Linked DNA regions of Zea mays: regions 1 and 3 are each linked to region 2. A link is a contact called in public Hi-C data. All regions are on one chromosome and are shown on one strand. Each heading gives the region's core, a stretch centred on a gene start, on an enhancer-like site or on the middle of the called end of the contact. The rest is flanking DNA. Distances are from core to core; before and after follow the strand shown. Region 1 holds the start of LOC100193501. Region 2 holds the start of LOC103647175 (SNF1-related protein kinase catalytic subunit alpha KIN10-like). Region 3 holds the start of LOC100216821.

Evidence for each region. A called contact is a pair of places that touch in the nucleus more often than the background predicts.
Region 1: a Hi-C map of leaf shows a contact between it and region 2, with 3 times the contacts expected there. The contact joins the promoter of LOC100193501 here to the promoter of LOC103647175 in region 2. A contact is called at or near these places in 2 of 25 Hi-C or Micro-C datasets (leaf and tassel).
Region 3: a contact with region 2 is called in a Hi-C map of leaf, with 5 times the contacts expected there. The contact joins the promoter of LOC100216821 here to the promoter of LOC103647175 in region 2. A contact is called at or near these places in 3 of 25 Hi-C or Micro-C datasets (ear and leaf).

The regions. Positions count from the first base shown.
Region 1 is chr2:157,733,074-157,737,666 of Zm-B73-REFERENCE-NAM-5.0, forward strand. It overlaps LOC100193501, which reads right to left and starts at 1,876. Exons shown (of 29, transcript NM_001358758.1): 1 at 1,676-1,876; 2 at 1,380-1,584; 3 at 559-647; 4 at 244-450. The coding sequence starts at 1,720. LOC103649013 (ankyrin repeat-containing protein At5g02620-like) reads right to left here. Exons shown (of 1, transcript XM_035965376.1): 1 at 3,869-4,593. The coding sequence ends at 4,413.
Region 2 is chr2:158,502,764-158,507,631 of Zm-B73-REFERENCE-NAM-5.0, forward strand. It overlaps LOC103647175 (SNF1-related protein kinase catalytic subunit alpha KIN10-like), which reads left to right and starts at 3,389. Exons shown (of 11, transcript NM_001301590.2): 1 at 3,389-3,681; 2 at 4,142-4,323. The coding sequence starts at 4,149. It overlaps LOC100285539 (ABI3-interacting protein 2), which reads left to right. Exons shown (of 4, transcript NM_001158430.2): 4 at 1-608. The coding sequence ends at 251.
Region 3 is chr2:159,161,616-159,166,075 of Zm-B73-REFERENCE-NAM-5.0, forward strand. It overlaps LOC100216821, which reads left to right and starts at 1,341. Exons shown (of 11, transcript NM_001143217.1): 1 at 1,341-1,606; 2 at 1,715-1,743; 3 at 3,287-3,370; 4 at 3,468-3,521; 5 at 3,774-3,851; 6 at 4,077-4,130; 7 at 4,457-4,460. The coding sequence starts at 1,552.

The DNA.
Region 1 (4,593 bases), core at 626-3,125, 770 kb before region 2:
AAAATGAGGGCACGACAAGTCGACAATATGATAAGAACGTCCAACCAAGTACTACGAAACTACTTTTTGTTCAAGTACAAATGACCGAGTTTTACAGAGACATTGTTTTTTATCGTAAGAGGATTGGAATTTCGAACAAAATCAGCAGGAACGGGGGCAACAGTAATATTCGTTTTCAACACTCATTTGACATGTGCTCTGCTGTAATGATGTAAATAGAAGTAAATTTCGGTAAGAGAATACCTCTGGGGCTCCAGGTGCAATTCCAATAAGTACAAGCCACTTCTCCGCTGGGTCACATCGATAGTTGATGATCTGATTGTTTGCCAGATTAGCCGTCCTATCAAACATCTTGGTGGGCTCAGAATCACCTTCAATCGACCAGTGGTAAACTGATGTTTGTGTCACCAAACCCAACAGTTTGGGAGTGATCCATTTCCAGAATACGACCTGCAGTTGAAAAGTAAATATATGGAACATGTTACTTCAAGTACATCTCATTGACAGCTAGAAAAAAGAAGCCATATGCAAAATGTCATATTGGAAAGTGTTTTGTACCTGCTCCGGCATCTGGTGAGACTTGATCTTAGTCTTAGCCTCAATGTTAAATATTTGAAGGTGATCCTGTGTTGTTCCAGGTATTTGGGCTGCAAAAAATCAGCAGATGTTTACCATTGTTGCAATTATTCTCAAACTATATGTTAAGCAGTATATATAGCTACTCAATGTCTTAACCAGTCATTTGATTTGGGAATTGTTAGCATCAATATCCTGACTATAGTAGAGTACCCCAGCCAACAGCAATGCTGAGTTGCTGACAAGTAAGAACTTCATCTAACAAAATATATACTCAAATATAAATTAAGCAAGCAATGCCCAGCAACAAGCAGGTAGGAAGCCGTCGATCGAATGTGAGCAGCAACAGTGAAGACTAAAACAGAGTAAAATTACAATCCTAATGGTTCCATTCTATGCTAAACCGAACTGGATCTGGCTCATCGCAGTGACAACGACTACACGGATTACAAATGTATGGCAGGCTAGAATTATAGCGTCCCATGTTGCCAGAGCCTCGTTCATTCTACACGGCTTGCACACAGGATCAGACAAACAGAGAGGTATACATAAAGCCCTGCAGGCAGCTAATGCACAGATCTCAAGCAAAGGCTTGATGTCAGTCGCTAGTGCAGAATTCGGCTGCCATGGTAGGGAAGCAGAAGCTTAGATCGCTGCGGAATTCCTAGAGAGGCAACTGACTATTTAACAAGGACTTTGGCTAGGATGGGCATGATAAGGATGAGATTCCGCGCAGTGGAGAGAACCGAAAGGGCTAGATCTATAGGAGGTGCGGGCGGTAGGTAGAGGCAGCAAATCCGAACCTTTCAGGGCGAGGATCCTGGTGTTGGGGTTCATGAGGGCGGAGTCGGCGGTGATGGGCCGTCGGAGCGGCTGCATGGGCATGGCCATGTCGATGATGACGACACTGTTTTGCGGGGAGGTCTCGCGGACGCAGATGTACTTCTCCGACTCCATGGTGACGTGGGTGAAGGTGACGAACTGCGGCGCGATGCCCAGGCTGGTGAGCTGCGCGGAGAACGAGCAAGGAATGATCAGTGGGTGAGTGGATGGAGATATGTACTGCATGAGAGGGGAGAGAGGGTAGCGGAGGTATTACCGTGAGCGCCTCGCGCATGGCGATGGGAGCGTTGGCCGCCGCCATGGCGACGAACGGCGGTGCCGAGATCTCTCTCCGCTAGTCTGGAGCGGGAGGGGGGGAGGGAGGCACTCCACTCGGGGTCGGGGGAGAGGAGAGATCTGATCTGAGCACGGGACGCGACGCGACGGAACCAAACAGCACAACAGAGCACGGTGCCGGGGAAGGAGAGGAGAGGAGAGGAGACGCTGGGGAATTTGTTTATGGGCGTCCACGATTCAATCTGGGAAAGATGGTGTCCATTGAGTTTATTTTGAACTACTAGTTAGATGCCCGTGCGTTGCAACGGTATACAAAATATTCAACAAATTGTTAGTGCACAAAAAATAACACCACATATTTCAGTTGCACCAAAAAATGATACATTCCCCGCTTGCAAGGTTAGGGCCGCATTTTCTTCCTACTTTGCACCTCAGCGAACAACAAAAACCAAAGAACCATACAGTCCATAGACGCACTTGCACACTTGAAGAAATAGTTAACCATGGCATGGAACTCATCAGTTATCCTCTTGTCAAACCTTTAGGAAATGCAAGCATGTTAGTCTAGGAAGAAATGTAGCTTACGCCAGGTAAACCTGCTGATTTTTTGGGAAATAGTTAACCATGGCATGGAACTCATCCCCACGAACAGAGAGCATTCCCCAACATCTCCCACCAGCAACCACAACATCTTCTTCCCCATCTCTATGTCTCTCACGCTCAACAAGCCACGCTAAGAACTGGTGGCACCGACCACCAGTCGGCCCTCCCTCTCTGGCAAAAATCACGGCGAGCAGCGGCCCAATCCTACCTTCTTCATTGATCGACAGTTGAAAAGGGAGAGGGAGAAGTGTGCATATCACAGGAAGATTACCACACGACGACTGGAGACCAGTGGGCACGTGACCGAGGCGCAGCTGGAGCCTGGAGGAGAGCTGAAGAAGCCGTGTCCAAGAGGACCGAAGAAAATGACGCCTGTTGAGTAGAAAGGGACGACGACGTCGATGTTGCAGACGACGACGTTGCGGTTGGCAGGCGACCGCCAGGAGCAGTAGGGACAGTGGTGTGGCGACCATAATATGGGGAAGATGACGGCGCAACGAAGTAGCCGAAGAGTTCCTTGGACATGAGCGGGTGCTGGTGGGAGCACGGTGGGCACGGTGGATATGAGCATCGTGGGCAAGATCCACAATTTTTCTATTGCAGTACCGTCGACTTCAAGGGTGTAGGAGTCGAATCGGAGACAGCGACGGCAGGAGCAGGCTCGTCATGACGGCGCTTGAAGAGCCCAACGTCGCGGTCAAGGCAGCAGAGGGCGAGGAGGCCATCCTCGCGGTGGCGGCGCGAGGGGCTGAAGTCGACACACTGCTTGTAGGCGCCGCGCCTCATCGGACTGCCTGCGTGGGACGTGCAGCATGCCGGAGATGCGAGGTGGAGCTACGACGGGTGGCGTGTGGCCGACGTCCAGCTTGACGAAGACGACGCGGTCGAGCTTTGGGCGCGCGGCGGCGCGAGGACGCGCATCACAGGGAGGTGGTGGCCCTGTAGGTCAAGGGCGAGGGCCTTGAAGATGAGCAGGGCGATGTTGCGAGGGTCGAGGGCGATAACGCGGTCGCGCCGGGATGGGCGGGTGTGGCGTTGCGACGCGAGAATCGCGCTGGGATGGGCGGGTGTGGCGGGTGACGCTTGACGCGGATGGGGGCGAGGGCGCGCTAGTTTAGGGACGGGCCGACGTGGTCGCGGGGGTGGGGGCATTGAGTGTGGACGCTGACACTACTGTCTTAATAGAATAGTATAGATGTATGTTTATGAACTGAGAGTATGTTTATAATTTTATACGAAGTTGTACTCTACCTCGTCATATAAATAGAGGTACACTGTAATATACAGGGACACTTTTCCTTCTAAAGGAAACCTGGTTGCTAGTCTCCAAAGTTGCGACTCTCTTACCTTAATCGAGAAAGAATAATAAAGGGATCATAACATTTAAGATTTTCCTTGAACATTTGTATATTATGTCTCAAAGGTTATTAATTAAGGTATCATTCCTCCTTCAATCTATCTTAAATAGATTGAAGAAATAAAGGTCTGTCATCTTTAAATGTGTTTCCCTATTTTAGTCTCATTTAAGAATCAAAGCAGGTCACCAACACACGCTAACAAACACATACTCTATATCGTTATTCGCAGATACACATTTCACTCCGGTGGTCGACAAGTTACACAAATTTAGTCTCGGAAATGGCCGATCAGTGACAGTTTTCATCTTGTCAACACATATATTCCCTGCGTCACAGACCACAAGCCCAAGTCCCAACTCCCAAGGGAAAAAACTGCCCACAAGAATTCAACAAATCACTCTCTCCGATGAGATCCTCGTGTACAAGATCATCATATCTACTGCACGACACAATGCATTTTGTACCGGACACTTTATTCTATTCTAAATTTCTAGCTGAATTATCTCCATCACCATTGATGGTTTCAGGCGCTAAGAACCACACAGTTGAGCAGACTCTCACTCCCCAGGAACAGGCACACCGGTCAAGTGACCTGAACTTGGTTCCGCAGGAAGGGCCTTCAGTCCTTTGGTTGAAGAAGACTGATGTGGTGCCGCAGCCTCTGCATCCCGAGCCGAATGCCATGGAGCAGCCTGTGGCGAAACAAAAGCACTGGTATGTACAAAAGAATCCGTCATGTTACACTTGCTATCCATCCTACAGCGCGTACATCTTCGTCTTGTACTCGCTGTTAAGTATCTCCTTGTCCGAGTCGACTGATCGGGACCACGAGCCGCGGGACTGGCTCGCGGAGGCCCTCCTGATCTTCCTGGTGTTCTTCTCCTCCAACCTGTGCGCGACGATGCAGTAGCACATGGAGCCGAGGGTGGTGAGCATG
Region 2 (4,868 bases), core at 2,139-4,638:
CACAGTCCAAGAGGCCTCGTGCCAATGGATCGACCTTTGCACCCCGTGCTACAGGCTTTGCTGACAAGAGCTTCTACCCAGCAACCCCAGAGAGGCATCCCTCCAACCCTTACGAGAGGCAGTTTGTGTATGGTGCTGAGGCTCATCTTCCTCCAATGATGAGTTCAGCGTCTTACCCGATGCAACCTGCCCATGGACCTTATTACGGCAATGGCTACCCAGTACAGTACCAGGTCCCGTATATCCACTAATGGAGACAGCCAGGTGCAGGTGCTCTTTCCTAACTATCTAGCTTAGCCTGCTGCCCCTTGTTGTAGTCCTATCAGTTACTCTGCTAGTTTGCCTAGATGGAAATAGTTGGACCACTCAATGTGTGTGCTCTGAGTGGCTGTTGTGAAATCTGTTAATTTTATGCCCTAATGACATGACATAAATTACTCCTAATACTTAGCTATCGATGAATCTCCCTATGTACTTTCATTCGGCTTGTGAAATGAACTATGGCGGTTTTCGACTTCCGTGCACTACATGTAAATATCATGTCGTCATGTACACCTGAACTGTCATTTGCAGCATGCTGCTTTTTTTCTTTCTCAGCAAAAATGTGGATCATTAAATATACAGGAGCACTATTGTCGTAGTTTGGACCCGTGGGCCTAACCAACCAGTGAAATAGTGTCGTGTGCTTAGACCCAGATGGTGATGCCAGTTGACACAAGCGATTTATTCTGGTTCGGGCTACGATGGGCCCTACTTCTAGCAGAGGTGATGAGTTTTATATTACTTGTACCAAAGTGCTCACAGTAAGGGTTACAAGCATGACAGGAGAGGGGAGGACCCCAAGTCCTTAGGAATGATTGAGGCAAGTGCCAATACCGAATGAAGGAAAAAACTGCCAGGTGTTCGCCCTCTCCCCCTTCGTGGAGTTATGGACTTTCCTATTTATAGGCCCAGGGAGAGCCACCTTGTCGACGGGAGCCGACTATATGGTGTGAAGGGGTGCCTTCATGTCCTGTAGACAGTATGGCTTGGCACTTTGTTGTTGACGTGTGCTTGCCTGTTTTTCGCTGAGAGCCGAGGGCTTAGTCACGTATCCGAGCCCTCCTGGAGTGGAGTTGCCCATATCGCAGTTGTTGACACAGTGTCCATGGGAAAAAAGGTTCTTACGGGATGCGTTGGCTCCACTATTTTTGATGACGTTGGGAAGTCCTCTGTCATAGATATCGAGGGAATAGCAAAGTTCGGGTGAGGCGGAGGTTCGTCCGAGGTTGCAACTGAGCCTTGTCTTGAGACTTGATGACGTGTGCCACAATCGACAGAGTGGTTTTCCATGAGATTCGCGGGGGAGCAGGTAGCCGAGGCCTGGTTCGGGCGAGGCGGAGCTTGCGCCCGAGGTTGAGTTTAGCGTCGAGCGAGGCGGAACTTGCACCCGATGTCTCGTCAGGAATTGTCAGACGGCGTGCACGTGTAATGATGTAGGTGAATCTTTGACAAGAATGTGGTTTTGTTGAAAGATTCACCTGCAGCCGACGTGACGTAGGTGCACACATTGAATGCGGTTGTCTCCCAACGGCCCTCGGGCAAGCTTTGTCTTTACCGCCTGAGGTAGGCTCGGACGAGACGGACATAGCCGTCCTGGGGTGAGGGAGCCTCAGCCGGGACGGAGATTCTCCTGAGCTTTCGTCCTGCCCAAGACAGGTCTCAGGCGAGGCGGAGTTTTAGGAAGGCCCCTGAGGGAGACCTTGGGCGAGGCAGAGTTTCGGTAAGACCCCCTGAGGGGGACCTCGGGCGAGGTGGAGTTTCGGTTCCTTGCGCTCGGAGGATGTATCTTGACGGAGTTCTTAGGATTTTAAGCGTGTTTTAGGTGCGTAATCTAGGTACCCCTATTTATCATACCCGACAACTATGTATCATTATATTAAAAAGAATATAAAAAGAAGTCTAAGTCTAGACAACTCTTAGTCCGTAGCTTACCTTATCTTCTATCATATTTTCTATTTTAAACTTCATATCTTATCTTCTATCATATTTTCTATTTTAAACTTAACTATGTGAAGAGTTCATATTTGCTATTTTAAACTTCCTATCTTATCTTATATCATATTTTATATTTTAAACTTAACTATGTAAATAGTGGGAAACTGTGTTTGAGCAATCATATATACGATGTACTAGAGATAGCCTATACCCGTCCCTAATAGAGGAATTCTCCGCGGGGAATCGGTGATCAGGTCTCCATTGTTATCTCTAATCTCTATATAACCGAACAAGGCCTTAAGGAGTGTTTGGTTTCGCTCAATTTAAATTTAGTTTGAATGACAGTTATGAGTAATAAATATAGTCTAATTATAAAACAAATAACATAGATGAAGACTAAGCATGCAAAACGAATTTAGTAAACTTAACTAAGCTTGCATTACGTGACACGAATTAAACTTTAGTCAGAAAACCAAACATCCTCTTAGTGTCGTGTAGAGCCACCAACCCATATTAAAGACATCGAAATTAAAGACATCAATTTACAACAGACCATACAACCAAAACTAAAATTAAATACTTCAATCTTATTGTATAGTAAACCTGTGGTGATCAATTTCAAATGATACTGAATCGGTACTGATGTTTTGTCTTCTAATTTAAACTCCGTTAAAATGACGTTGGGTTCTGTTCCGTTGTATATCCGGACGCCTATAACGAATATTTTAAGCCTTCGAAAGTGGTTGCTGCTATCTAACTCAAGTTTAGTTCGTGTCAAATTAAACATTTGAATATCAATTTTGAGTATTAAATATAGACTTTATTAGATTTAATAAATTTGTCTAATATTTCAGTCTTTATTTTTATAATTATTTTTACAATTAGATTATATTTAATGTCAGTAGCAAAGGGTTCTACGTAGTTGAACACGAAGGAAAGCAACAAGTAGGTGGGAAAACGAACGAGGAGCTGCAACAGAAAGCTGGCTTGGGCCGTCGTGTATTTAGGCCCAGTAAGACATATGATCCATGTAAAGCCTGCGTAAGAGAGAAGAGAGGGTTTAACTACGTAGATGACGGCTAACGCTGATGACGGCAAGGTAAAGACACATGTTATTCGGTTATTCTTCGTATCTTTTTCTTCTTCCCCACGCTATCTTCCTCCTCTGAGCATAATAGCAGTAGTAGACGGCTAACGTTTAATATCCCATGATTATCATGCAAATATTTGATGTGTAGAGACTGAATTTTAGTCGGCGATATTGTGCTCGTATTTGTAGCTAAAATCAACGACCGCGACGAAACTGGCCAAATCGCAACAGGAACGCGCCGCCACAGTAACGGTAGCGCGCGAGAAACCCGTGCCGTCGCATCGACCCCGCAAAACGACATATCGATCGACTCCTCCCGTTGCGGCCGACCCCGCGGCCCCACCGCACCAGCGAGCCGCCCGCACGGGGAAGCACACGCATCTCCGCGCGCCACGGACGCCCGAGGCCTCCCGTCGCGGTGGTCGCTTTCGGCCCTGGACCCCGCTGCCGGAATCGAATCTCCTCCCCTCCTTTCTCCTCCGACCTCCCCCTTCCCCCCCTCCGCGGCTCCGCCCCGACCCGTGACGCCTCGCTTCGCACCCCTCTCGCATCTCCGCCGCATCTCCGCCGCGATCCTCCCGACTAGCCGCGACTGCCTCCCCTCCAGCGGCCAGGTAGGGGCTCCACCTCATCGTCGCCCTCCCATTTATCCACCTCCTACTCCTCCCCGATCTGGAGATTCGGCGATGCGCTTGGATTTCGGGCCATTGGTGCTACCTGTTTCGATCTGGAAGCGTGCGAGATGCGGTGTGTAGCTACCACACAGATCCGTGAGCTCTCGAGCGTTTGATTGCGTCCTGGTTGTTCAGGGGTTATCCTATTTCTAGACGTCAATCGGGTGGGGGGCGTGGGAAAGTGGAGTTAATTTCGGTGGAGATGTTCGTTTTTACTTAGAATTAGAATTCCCTATTACCAATTGGAAGTGCGGACACAATCTCAGATGGACGAACCAGCTGGATCTGGCCTGCTCAAATGGAACCGCGAGCTTTCATTGCGCCTGGTGTGATATGCATGTGAATTTCAGTGGTTTCCTTCGCGTTTCCTTAATCATATCTCGGTTTGTTTGGAACTTAGGCAGAGGATGGAGGGGGCAGGCAAGGATGGCAACCCGTTGAGGAATTATCGGATTGGCAAGACTCTCGGAATTGGCTCATTCGGGAAGGTGAAAATTGCGGAGCATATCAGCACTGGACACAAGGTGGCAATCAAGATTCTCAACCGCCGTAAAATCAGAGGCATGGAGATGGAAGAGAAAGGTTGGTGTCTCATCTAATGGATACTCGTGTTGCCCTGCTAAGCTTACTGATTGAATATAGAGTTTTGTATTGAATATACACAAACATTTTCCATGGTGATTTCACTTTTATCCATAGAGTAATTAATTTTTGAGGAATATGCTATTATCTGCTATAGTGGTATGTGTTAAGCTTCTATACCGCTGTTATAGTGATTGAATTTCTCTCGTGGCATACTTAGGGTTAGGGGTGGTAATGGACCACGATCCAAATGTTTCTTCACAATTCATTTGAGCCCTTAATTAATTTTAGATTAGATAAAAAATGAATAGAGATAAGAGTCCAATCCTAATCCGATCTTATCCTTAAATTTTATAGTGTAAAATTTAGAGCCCATGACCACCCTAGCCATATTATATGGCATGACACTTTATGTGCACAATTGCAACAGATACAAGCAAGTGGGCCACTGTTTTCTTGCTGTTCATCTGGAAGGACAAGATTGCACATTTCTTTGTAATGTTAGTTGGGACCAGTAATTAGAAACCTTTAGCTACTCACCCATT
Region 3 (4,460 bases), core at 91-2,590, 660 kb after region 2:
CCCCGGCGAGGAACATTCATGGGAATTGGCTTGATCTTCGCAATCGACGGAATCCGAAGTCCCCGAGGTCCTAACCTCCGCGGAGAAGACGAATACCACGAGCCCTGAAATTCTGAATTACTAAGAGAAGATCCTAGGCGTCTGAACGCAGAAATTCTAGCCTGATCCGGATGCCCAACACCGCAAGAGATCTCCTTTTTGTTGAGAATCGGGACCGCATTAGCACCAGAGAGAGGGAGCTTAACAATATCTGCGTAATATATACTCTTCTTGCCCCGAATAGTCAACCAGGAAGCATTCTCTTCACCAATAAATTTCTTGTACTCATGAATCCAATTAGGGCCACCATGATTCCAAAGATTGAAAAAGGCTCTGAATTCCACACGATCAATACACTTTGAATTGTAGATATGAAAATCCACAGCCTTAGAGGAAAACGAAAAACAGAAAACCCGATCAGAAAGCTGATGAACCTCAAAGCCTGTCGTAAATCCTCCCAGGGCAGCTTGGAGAAGGTAGCCAACAAAATCTGAGTTCAGCTTGAAAATGCATCTACCAAATGAAATCACCAACCAGAAAGTCGAGGGAAGGCTCGGACGAGCTGGATAAACCGAAGAGGCCAGACAGAGCCTGAGAGAATCCTCGAAGACGATCCCCGGCCGAAAATCCAATTTTGCTAGGTCCATTTAGGTGGAATTGAGAAGACCAGAGGGCAGGGAAGCAGGAGGAAGGAGATCACCTGAACCTAGAAACCGCCGAGGGGAAAAGGGGAGGAAGTCACCGCCACCACCACCAAACAGCTCCACCGACGACAAGCCACAACCAGATCACTGGTCGGGATCCGCCGTCGCGACGCCTCCACGAGGCAACGACACCTCAACGCTCATGGTTCCGTCCAACCTGTTGTGCTAATTTAGTTGTGCACATATGTAAAACGAGCTTGGGTCGACACGGTCCTGTTTCTAGGTCAGGCTAGCTATACAAACCCGACACGTTTAGGCTCACACCGTGCTAGTGATCTAAAGTCCCCGAGTCATTAAGGCCTGATCCGATTTGATAGACATGTCTATCGGCCTATGTCCTAAACGGGCCAAGTTTCACCAGCCTGAACCGGACGGCTCGTTTGGTCATATCTAGTGACCGGTTGATCTCTCGAGTTGGAGTAGAACTCCGCGCTGCTATAAATGTCAACGTAAATAAATAAACAACATAAATACCTGGTGGAATAACCTCTCTCAAAATAAAACCCGATAGAGATACAGAAGAAAAGAGAGAAAAAAACTAAGCTCGCCTGATCCTTTTTAAGAGACGGGACCCCTCACCACTCTGTAGGTCCCGAAGGCCCGAACCTTAGGATCGCCGGCGAACCACCGGAGCTGAGCCCCACAAACATCACTGTACCACACGGTTTGGTGGTGTGGCGACTGGCGACGAAGCGCACAAGAACAAAACAAGAGGGCGAGAAACATAGGGAGAAAGGAGGAGAGGAACGGAGAGCTGGAAAAGGCAGGAAAGACCCGGCTTTTGACCCCAAGTACCCTGTTGAGGGCAATGGCGGCCACCTCCGAGGAGGCAATCAAGCAGTTCTCGGCGCTCATGGAGCAGCGTGAGTCTTCTTCTCTTGTGCTCCTCCTCTTCTTTGCAAAGAACCAGGAAAAGATTCGCCTTTTTTCTTCTTCTTGGCCACTGAACTGCAGCAATTTCTTTCTTGCAGTAGAGGAGCCGCTAAAGAGCACATTCCAGGTGTCGATCTGCTCCGCTCGCTGTTCGGCTGTTCCTGTTGGATATCTGCCGTTTTGTGATTGATTTGGTTCTGGTTGTTTTCTGAACGAATACCCCGGCAGATTTTGCGCATGTTTTTCAAAGTCGAGTTTTGCTTTAGTTCTCGCATTTTTTGTGGACTTGGGGTGCTGCTGAGCGCTTCAACATAAAAAAATCTGAAGAACTGCGAGTTAGTCTGTTGCCCTGTTAGCTGCGTAGGGCTTAGATCTTTGGTTTTCATTATGTCCAGAGCTCAATTTCGCTGACCTTTTACTGCCGATCTCGTTGGAATTTCCATCGAATTGAAAATTGAGCATGCTTTAATTTCTTTCGTTTCCTGCCCCCGCTACTTATTTCTGTTATTTGGTCTGGCGTACATCAAATTTGGATCTTAGACTTCTTGTTTTGATTCTTTTCATGAGAGAAGCTCATTTTACGGCTTGTGCTCGAGTATACTTTTTGTCTGTGCTCATTATTTCGAATTTTCGGCAGAGGTAGAATTTTGGCCTTTTCCCTCGACTTTCTTGTGTTGTGGATTGAAGTGATTTTGAGCTCTCAACTTGGTTCTGTAAAGAACGTCTTTTTGTTGCCGTAAAGCTTAATAAACTTGTTCTGTGTCTGAGTGTTTTTGGAATAATCAATTTGGTGCTTTTAGAAACACCTTTATGATTTCGAAAATGAACTTTTCCTTTTTTGTTTGGGTTGCATACTGAGATATTTGTTTCGATATGTCACGAGGTATATAGATGAAAGTAGTACTCTGGTTGGGTCCTCACTGCAACTGCAATTTTGGTACAAGTTGTGGTGTCGATGTCATGTGCTGTTCCCAGTTCACCATTTGGAGCCCAAATACTCCTCCTCATGTTTGACTCGCAACTAATTCTGGTCTTGGCTGCCGGCTAGGAGGCCGTCTAGACTTCCTACTTTCTAAGCATGTGTTGGAATACTAGAAATATTTTAGGGTCAGACACTCCCAAGACAAGAGATTATATAAAGTATTGGTTTGGTGTGTTGCATGCTGCATTAGTCTTTTAACCCATGAGAGGACTCTGTCCAAGCCTGTAGTTGGACGTGTGCTGATGGTGGACCTGGATGTTGACGTGTTCCTGACATCTGTGGCCTGGACTGTTCCTGGTGGAGATGTTTCAATTGTAGATTCGGATTTTTATTTGGTCCTTAAGTCCTTGTCATGACTCATGATAAGTGTGACAAGGCCCATGGTTGGTCTCAGAACCGAGGACGTGTGCGGTTGTGCAACCACTCTGGAATCACAATATGCCCCACTAAGAAACAATGTTTTTTTTTCTTTCTTTTTTACGTCAGCATGCTGGCATCAGAAGGCTGGTGCTAGATGCATTCTGTTAGCTTATGTGTTTTGGACATGTCTATTGCAATTTGTTGTTTGGTTCTATCGACCTTGTTCTTTCATCAGTGGACATCATTTTTTTTTCTGTAGACACTTGATATAATATTTTAAAATACGAATAATATCACCAAAAAGTGATTGGTTGAAATATGTTTGCAGAATGTGCATCAAGGAAATCTGAGAGGGACTTTGATGCGTTTTCTGAAGGCTAGAGAATGGAGTGTGCCTAAAGCTTATAAAATGGCAAGTCACCTGACCCTCCTTTTGCATCATCAACAACATTCAGGTTGAGAGGTTTCGCTTGGGAAGAATTGATGAGATATCTGATTGTTTGCTGCAGCTAATGGATTGCTTAAACTGGAGAGTACAGAATGAGATTGACATCGTGTTAGCTGTAAGCACCTTTTTTTATTGTACATTTTTTTTTTCAGAAAAGTAGGTAGGATTGACAAGAAATAACTTCGGATATGTTTTCTTGTGATCACATAGCATTAACTTTTCCCTGCATATTGGTAGCAGGATTTATTTTGAAATATTGTTTCATTTGTGTCATGAACTAAATGCTGATACCAATACATGCGGTCCTTTTTTTATGATTTAACACACGGTATTGTTCTGGCTAGCTTACAATTTGTTTTTGGTACAGAAACCCATTCTGCCATCTGATATATATAGAGTTATTCGGGACACGTTACTTGTTGGATTGACAGGGTACTCCAAGCAGGTATAGTGACCAGACTCATATTTTTCTCATGTTAGCAATTTTTATGATATGATATATGCTTTTTACTAATCTCTTTTGCGCCATCCATTGGAATATTCTATTTTGGTCCTGACATGGTTGCACAAGTGTTCCATTCATTTCTCAGCTTTTGCTACTTTGCTTCCTCTGTAGTGAGAAAGACTTTTTATTATATGCTTTAATTTGTGCTCCTCTCCTTTTTTGTAGGGACAACCTGTTTATGCATTTGGTGTGGGTCTTAGTACTTTCGACAAGGCCTCGGTAGGTTAACTTTTCTTGATAAAGAGAATTAAAGCTATTGGTTTAATTTGAAAGAACAGGAAGACATTCAATATTGTATCTGAGTCAGATTCATATATGTCTTCATTTTGTTTACACTATGTCTTCATTTTGTTTACTGTATGTCTGTGTGAAGAAAACTTTTATTATGAGTAGAAGTGTACTATGTAAATAAAGGATGGGCTGAATGATATACAAATAACTTTGTCTTGATTTGGATCAATATCAATATTACTCATTTTATGGAAACGACAGACTATTTTTCCATAGAAATAAGAGCTCTCTAAATTATCTAATTCATTTTTTAGGTGA